Linked DNA regions of Podarcis muralis: region 1 is linked to region 2. The links are chromatin contacts, called in public Hi-C maps. All regions are on one chromosome and are shown on one strand. The core of a region is the stretch at or near the end of the contact, and the rest is flanking DNA. Distances in the headings are between cores, read along the strand shown.

The links. Hi-C and Micro-C count contacts between places; a contact is called where the count stands out from the background.
Region 1: a contact with region 2 is called in a Hi-C map of tail, with 3 times the contacts expected there. The contact joins the promoter of HSPA8 here to the promoter of UBASH3B in region 2. A contact is called at or near these places in 2 of 3 Hi-C or Micro-C datasets (blood and tail).

The regions. Positions count from the first base shown.
Region 1 is chr15:23,828,061-23,831,901 of rPodMur119.hap1.1, forward strand. It overlaps HSPA8 (heat shock protein family A (Hsp70) member 8), which reads right to left and starts at 1,642. Exons shown (of 9, transcript XM_028708448.2): 1 at 1,490-1,642.
Region 2 is chr15:23,625,317-23,629,112 of rPodMur119.hap1.1, forward strand. UBASH3B (ubiquitin associated and SH3 domain containing B) reads left to right here and starts at 2,352. Exons shown (of 14, transcript XM_077919229.1): 1 at 2,352-2,953. The coding sequence starts at 2,790.

The sequences.
Region 1 (3,841 bases), core at 392-2,891, 200 kb after region 2:
CTCTTGCTTAGAACCCCACTGCCCAGATGTAAAATTATGGATGCTTGTATGCATTCAATTTTCATATTCCACGAGGCTTTCGGACCCGCAAATCTGAACCCTCGGAAACCCTTCTGTTCTAACGCCAATAGAATGGGGATTGAAGGCGGTGCAGCGACTTTGGAGAAGCCACCACGTGGCCGAGGCGGAAGCGCCGACGTTCCAGCCACGAGGGGCACCGGAAGGATTGAATTACTTTTCCCGGCATGCCCTAAGAGCGTTCCACCCGCGCGGGAAGGAGGCGGGGCTTCGCGATGGATTCTGGGAACCTCCTCTTCCCCCCTCCCTCCGCAGCCTGCATTTGGAACACGAAGCCTCGCTGGATGGGAGGAGCGATACCAGACCACGTGCAAAGATGCCGGCCGGAACCGGCCGAGGGCGCTGCTGAGCACGTGGCGGGGAGGGGGAGAGGAAGGAAAGAAGGGCGATTAGGTAAGCTTTCTGCACCACTAACGAAGGGAGACGACAGAAGAGATTCCTCCACACCACCCTAAAAAGGAACTGGACCTTTCGCCAGCAGTTACTTAAGAACTTCTGCTTTTAAAGCAAGACTCCAGTGATCTAAGGTCGAGGGAGGCAGCAATCCTGCCCCCCCCCCCCCGTGCCATCTGCGGCTCATTTCCTCGCCTCGCTATTTCAAGGTCATCAGGAAAATAATAAAGACCGCCCCAATTTTCTAAGGCTTAGCGCCTGCGTTCCGTATGCTAAGAATTAAGACGCCCCCGTCGATTTTGTTAATCTGCCCCCATCCAAGTAAAACTGGATTAGCGGCACACGATACATAAACGTGGGGGGGGGGTTGCCCCCACCTAATTTTCCCGCATTAAATCAACAGGCAATCCTATAGCCAGGTTTAACGGGGCATAGACTGAACAAATGGGTAGCAGAATGGAGTCTGCCTTCATCCTTCCTTTTCACTCCCCCGTTCAAAGAAAAGGCCAATGCAGCTGCTTTATTAAAGGAGGGCGGCCCGCCCACGTGTACTTTAATCGCCTTAACAGATTTAGCCTGGTTTTTCCAAAGGCGATCCATACCATTATTTCCCCCCCCCCCCCCGCGTTCGTTTCCTCCTTTTCTTTGGTACGAAGCGTTTCGCCGAGCCTCTCCTTACATTTATTTCCTTTTATCGGATTCCCTAAAGGAACACCGTTTCAGACGCCATTGTCACCCCCCTCCTCCCTCCCCAGACTCGGGCAAAGACCCCTACGCTAGAGAAAGTGAGGGCGAAGAGAAAGAGGCTTCAAAGACGTTTTGTAGACCTGAAGGAAATGGGACAAAAGGAATGGGAAGCCTGCGAAATTAAGGAGCGACACGGTTTTTTTCATTTAGCAAATTCTCTACTTTCGTCCACCCCAACCACAGAAGGAAAAGAAATCAATGAATTAGATGCAATTAGCGCATATATAGGCACCCACTCTGCATTACTGCCCCCCCCCCTCAAAGAAATTACCTGCTTCGTTTTCCTTCAAAAACCAGGAAACGAGTAGCTGCTTCGAGTAGCTCTGGAGAAAAAGCGGCTTTCTCGGCCCAGCCACAAGTCATTATATACTACTGAAGAACCTTCCAGAAGGGCCACGCCTCTTTCCGGCCGACGGGCCAATCCCGCCGCGCCTGTCGCCCGCCTTCCCCGCCCACTTAAGCCAATGGCCGTAGAGGCATTGCGTGAGGCGTATGTGACGCAACAAAGGAAAGCGAAGCGGGCGGGCGAAACGGGTGATTCAACGGGTGCCGGCCGGCTTTCTCGCTCTCTTTCCTTATTCTGGTTCTAGAACTTTCATCGCTCCCCGCGCGGCAAGACAGTGTATGTGGGTGGGAGGGAGAGGAAATGTTCGAGCTCCACGACGTGGCCCTGGGCCAATGAAATTTCTCCCCCGGTCGCCTTTATTTGCATAATCGGAGAGCTGTTAGGCGTAGATAGGGCCTGTTCTTTTTCTGTCTTTTGTGTTCTGAGGTGGAGCCAATCCCTCACAGAATCGGGTCGCCCCCCCCCCCCAATATTTATATAATATTCGACGGGAGGGATTGGGCGGAGACAGGGAGGGGGAAGGGGAGCCGGGCTGAGTGCAAACTGAAGATTCGGAAGGGCGTGGGGAGTGACGAATGAGGTGGTCGGACGGGAGGAAGGGGGTGAGAAACTGGCCAATCGAGTCGCTGGTTACCTCAGAGCGGGAAGGCAGTGGGCGGGACGAGAGCAGCCGCATTTTTGGAAGTGAAGGAGAGAATTTGGCACAAAATGGCGGATTAGCGAGGCCCGTTTGCCGCAGGGCGCTGGCTGATGGCCAGGGCCGGGGTCAGTTGGGGACGGGCGGTTCATGCTCGGGCGCCAAGGGGCGGACAATGCCGACCTATCTCGAGAGAAAGTAAATCGACTCAACACACTTAGGATTATTGTGCCCCCCCCCATTTTCATTTATTGCATTTATATCCCACCTTTTCCTCCAAGATGGAGCACGTGGTTCTTCCCCTCATTTAATCTCCGCAGCAACCCTGTGAGGTAGGTTAGGCCTAGAGGCAGTAACTGGCTTCTTTCCAAGGCCACATGCTGTGAGCTCCCAGGTCCTAGTCGTGACCCTTTTTATCAACTATGCCACACTGATTGTGAAATGAGAGAGTTTCTGAAGGGCATTCTGAAGCCAGTACCCTTAACCTTTCTTCCTTTGCCGACCTGCTGTGCGAGGGAATTGCCTTACAGAATTCTGCATATGCTCAAGGGCACATTGCACACACACACCAGGCATAACCTGAAAGCTGCATAAGCGCCATGGAGAAAGGCCAGGGCTGGCCCAATACATTTTGGTACCTGAGGCGAACCACAAAATGGTATCTGCCTACCCCTGTCCTGCAAGGGAAGAAAGGGTGAGTGAAGAACCACTATCAGGAAGGGCGGGTGTGTGTGTGAATAAAATCTTCACTGGGTACAACGCATAGAGAAACCAACCAACCTGTCTGGTGGTTGAAGTGGGAATCAAAGGCAGTTGGGGGGGGGGAGAAAGGGGTCTGCTCTGAATCCCACCTGGCAGGTGCAGAGTCCAGAGGGGGATTTATTGAGATCATTGCAGACTTTGTGGCTGTTAGATTTCATTACAGCGGTACCTCAGGTTACATAAGCTTCAGGTTACAGACTCCGCTAACCCAGAAATAGTAAGGTAAAGGGACCCCTGACCATTAGGGAGCCGGCGTACAGCTTCCGGGTCATGTGGACAGCATGACTAAGCCGCTTCTGGCGAACCAGAGCAGCGCACAGAAATGCCATTTACCTTCCCACCGGAGCGGTACCTATTTACCTACTTGCACTTTGACGTGCTTTCAAACTGCTAGGTTGGCAGGAGCAGGGACTGAGCAACGGGAGCTCACCCCGTTGCAGGGATTCGAACTGCCCACCTTGTGATCAGGCTCAGTTGTTTAACCCACAGCGCCACCTGTGTCCCCCCCCCCCCCCGAAATAGTACCTCGGGTTAAAAACTTTGCTTCAGGGTGAGAACAGAAATTGTGCTCTGGAGGCCCCATTAGCTAAAGTGGTACCTCAGGTTAAGAACAGTTTCAGGTTAAGAATGGACCTCCAGAACAAATTAAGTACTTAACCTGAGGTACCACTGTACTGTATTTTGTATGCTTTACATACCTATTGATGGCTAAACAACAACAACCCTCCAAAGGGTTTACCAAACAAGCCCAAGCTGTTCCTCCCACCCCCAGGTCTCTCCCCGACCCCTCCTTACCACACAGTCTGTTTGAGTGTAAAGAAAAAGCTGAAAGTTTGCTTCCTGTTGTGTTCCATTTTTGTTGGCGTAATAAGGGTCTT
Region 2 (3,796 bases), core at 1,102-3,601:
TTGCTGCTATAACAAAGGCGGCATTTTTTCATCTCCGCCAGGCTAAGCAGTTGGCTCCTTACCTCTCTCGCCCTGACCTAGCCACTGTGATCCACGCGACGGTCACCTCCAGACTGGATTATTGTAACTCGCTCTACGTGGGGCTGCCCTTGAGACTGACCCAGAAACTCCAGCGGGTGCAGAATGCCGCAGCGAGACTCCTTATGGGGTCTTCGCTGCGAGATCACATTCATCCGGTGCTATACCAGCTGCACTGGCTCCCGGTGGAGTACAGGATCAGGTTTAAGGTGCTGGTTTTAACCTTCAAAGCCCTATACGGCCTAGGACCCTCGTACCTACGGGACCGCCTCTCCTGGTATGCCCCACAGAGGAACTTACGGTCTTCAAATAAAAACATCTTGAAGGTCCCAGGCCACAGAGAGGTTAGGCTGGCCTCAACTAGAGCCAGAGCTTTTTCGGCTGCGGCTCCAACCTGGTGGAACGCCCTGTCGCAAGAGACAAGGGCCCTGCAGGACTTGACATCTTTTCGCAGGGCCTGTAAGACAGAGCTGTTCCACCAGGCCTTTGGTCAGGGCGCAGCCTGACTCCCTCCTTTGGCAATCTCTACAAAGCTTTAGTCTATGGTTGCCATCAATTTGTATTTTAATTAATTTTTAGAATGTATTTATAATGTTGTACTGTTTTAGTGTTGTTAGCCGCCCTGAGCCCGGCTTCGGCTGGGGAGGGCGGGATATAAATAAAATTTATTATTTATTATTATTATTATTATTTGATTTATTTAGACATGCATTTACAGCATGATTCTTTCTCTCTCTTTTTTAAAAAAACGGTTGGTATTTACTGATGCTTTTAATGATTTTTCATGGACCTTTTGTTGATTTTATCCTTAAAACTTGTACAGTGGTACCTCGGGTTACATACGCCTCAGGTTACATACGCTTCAGGTTACATACTCCGCTAACCCAGAAATAATGCTTCAGGTTAAGAACTTTGCTTCAGGATGAGAACAGAAAACGTGCTCCAGCGGTGTGGCGGCAGCGGGAGGCCCCATTAGATAAAGTGGTGCTTCAGGTTAAGAACAGTTTCAGGTTAAGTACGGACTTCCGGAACGAATTAAGTACTTAACCCGAGGTACCACTGTACTCTTACCTTGCTTTATTTTCATGAAAGCGCAGATGAGAAATTCATCAACAGACAAACAAACATCTGGCAGGCCACAGATTCCCTACCCCTTCTTGAAAGCATTCTAATTCAGTACCGGAAAGGCACTTCAGTGAATGTTCATGATCGCAATTACACCCCAAATTTACCTTTTCCCCAACAGTGTGGGAGAAAACCCACTGCAAACTGCTCCTTCCTATTTGTCTGCCCCAAGTTCTTGGCCACGCTGCGGTGAAACCCACCTGCAACCTCCAGGGCCAACAACCTCCCATTTCCTTCGCAGCTTCCACTCCGCTCTCCAGTGAACCTGACAAACTCTGGGGAGAAAAATACCGTACTGTGAAGAGTCAGCATTGCTGGAATTCACACGGCTCTCCTCCGTGTTCATTGATGGTGGGGGTGGGTAGGAGTCGGCATTGCTGAAACTGAGAAGGCTCTCCGTGGGCATTGAGCTTTATTCCAGCCTGGTCATTTTCGTTAGATCGCAGAGAAGGAGCTCAGCATCTGTGAAAGTGTCTCGACTTTCCTACCGCGTAGGAAGGAGACGCTTAAATGCATGTATGCGTGGTGTGTTCAGCCACCACCACAGACGTACAACGAGGCGGGTGGTGGGTGGGGGCCTCAGAATTGGCTTTAGCTGTTCTCACATAGAACACAAAAACCACGGAAAGTTCGAAAAGCAACTCCTCTCTGCATGGACGCTGATCGGTTTTAAAAAACCCTGATCCAAGGGCATTTAAAGGCATTCACTCAGGACAGGGCTATGCGAAAAGGGGGTGCCTTGGTTCTTAATGGGTCCAACTATGGGGCAAAGCACTAGTCACCCCCCCCCCCAGAACCCTGGTCTCTCTGACAGATGGGGAGCTGGGGCTGATAAGAAGGACCAGACTCCCAAATGAATGAATATTGCCAATCGTGTCTCTTTCCTCCACGTATTGTGGATGCGGGCGGGATACTAGTACCAGCAAGAGGTTCCGGATCTCGGGAGGTCCAGTTCCCCTCTTGCAGAAAGCGGAAGCTCAGCCTCAGCAAGACTTCCCATGCTCTTGGACGCGCCTGTTTCTGTGACAGGGGCTGCGGCTGCCTCTTTAAAAGAGGGGGCGGGGCTTTGTTGGCAAGAGGTGCGGGGGAGGGAGAAGACGAGAGAGAGCGGCGGGGAGAGCGCTCGGTCGCTCGCGCCTGCCCATGCCCGGATTATTATTTTGGTGCTCCTCTTTGATCCATTCAGAAATTCCTGATTGCGAAAGGAAAACAAAAGGGGAGGGGGCCAGCCTCTTCCGGAAGGCGGCGGAGGCCGCGCGCCGATTGGATGGCTCTCGTTTGGGGCGCACGTGCGGCCGAGGGGAGGGGCGGGCAGGGCGGGAGGCGTCAGCGGCGCGCAGCACCTTTGCAAAAGCAGCCGGAGCGGCGAGAGGCGGCCGAGTGACTTCGGGAAGAAAGCTCGCCGGCGACCCAGGAAGTCGCCGCCGCCGCCGCCGCCCCGGGAGCCGAGAAGCCTTTTCTTTTACGCGCAGCGCCAGGCGCGCCACTCCTCGCGTGGAGCCTCTTTGAGGAGGAGCTGCTGCCGCTGCTGCTATTGCAGCTGAATCCACCAGTCCGCCTGTCCTGTGTGTGTTCGCGATGGCCGGATGATCGCTCGGCACCAGCCCGCCACGCCGCGCACCATGGCCGCGAAGGAAGACCTGTACAGCAAAGTCACCCCCCGGAGGAACAGGCAGCCGCGCACGGGGACCATCAAGCACGGCTCTTCCCTGGATATCCTCCTCTCCATGGGTTTCCCCAAAGCCAGAGCGTGAGTTAGGCCGGAATAATAGTAATTTAAAAAACCAGCGGCGGGTGGGTTGGAGGGGGTGCCACACGGTACCACACCATTATTTATTGTTTTAAGAAAAAATCCCGATCTGTTGTTTTGTGCGTCTGGGGGAAAGAGTGGTTGAGTCATCCCTTTTCCTCCGAGAGAACCGAGAAGGCGGAGCCACGCTAATTAATTAATTAATGGATTGATTGGTTTCCAAAATCGGATCTGCATTTCCACCCGGAGAGGAATGCAGAGGAAAAGAGGAGGAGGATGAATGGCAGCGATTTGGCAGCCTGTGTGGTTTGTTGCCCCAGCGTGTGCGCCGATGCGATGGCGGGAGAAGCGAGGCCGCTCCGGGACGGCGTGTCCGCGCTGCCGCGCGTGCAGGAGCGCCGCTGACATCTTGCCGGAGCTGTCCTGTGGGACGCGCGTCCAGGGGGGTTTAAAGCGGGTGCTGCGCGCTCTCTCTCGCGCGCGTTTGCATTTGTGCATCGGGCTCCTCGATCCTGCTCTGCAGCGAGTAGGCAGAGAGGCCGATCTGCCTGGCGCGCGCACCCTCGCATACATACACACATACACACGCACTGCAGTGTCATGTGCATTTATTCTTGGGGCGGGTGCAGGGAGATAGACGGCACGTTTCTTCCGAAGGCGCTAGCCAGCAGCTTCAGGGGCGATGCAGACGGTGGCGAGAGTGCTGCTGCCTCCTCCCTCCTCTCCCAGTTTAAAGGAGGAACGGAATCGCCCAGCGGAGGCTTGAGTCCCTGCCTTCCTCTTATTTTTCTGGTGGAGCCCTTGGCTTTTAAATAGCAGCTTGCGAAGGCTGCTAGTTCCATC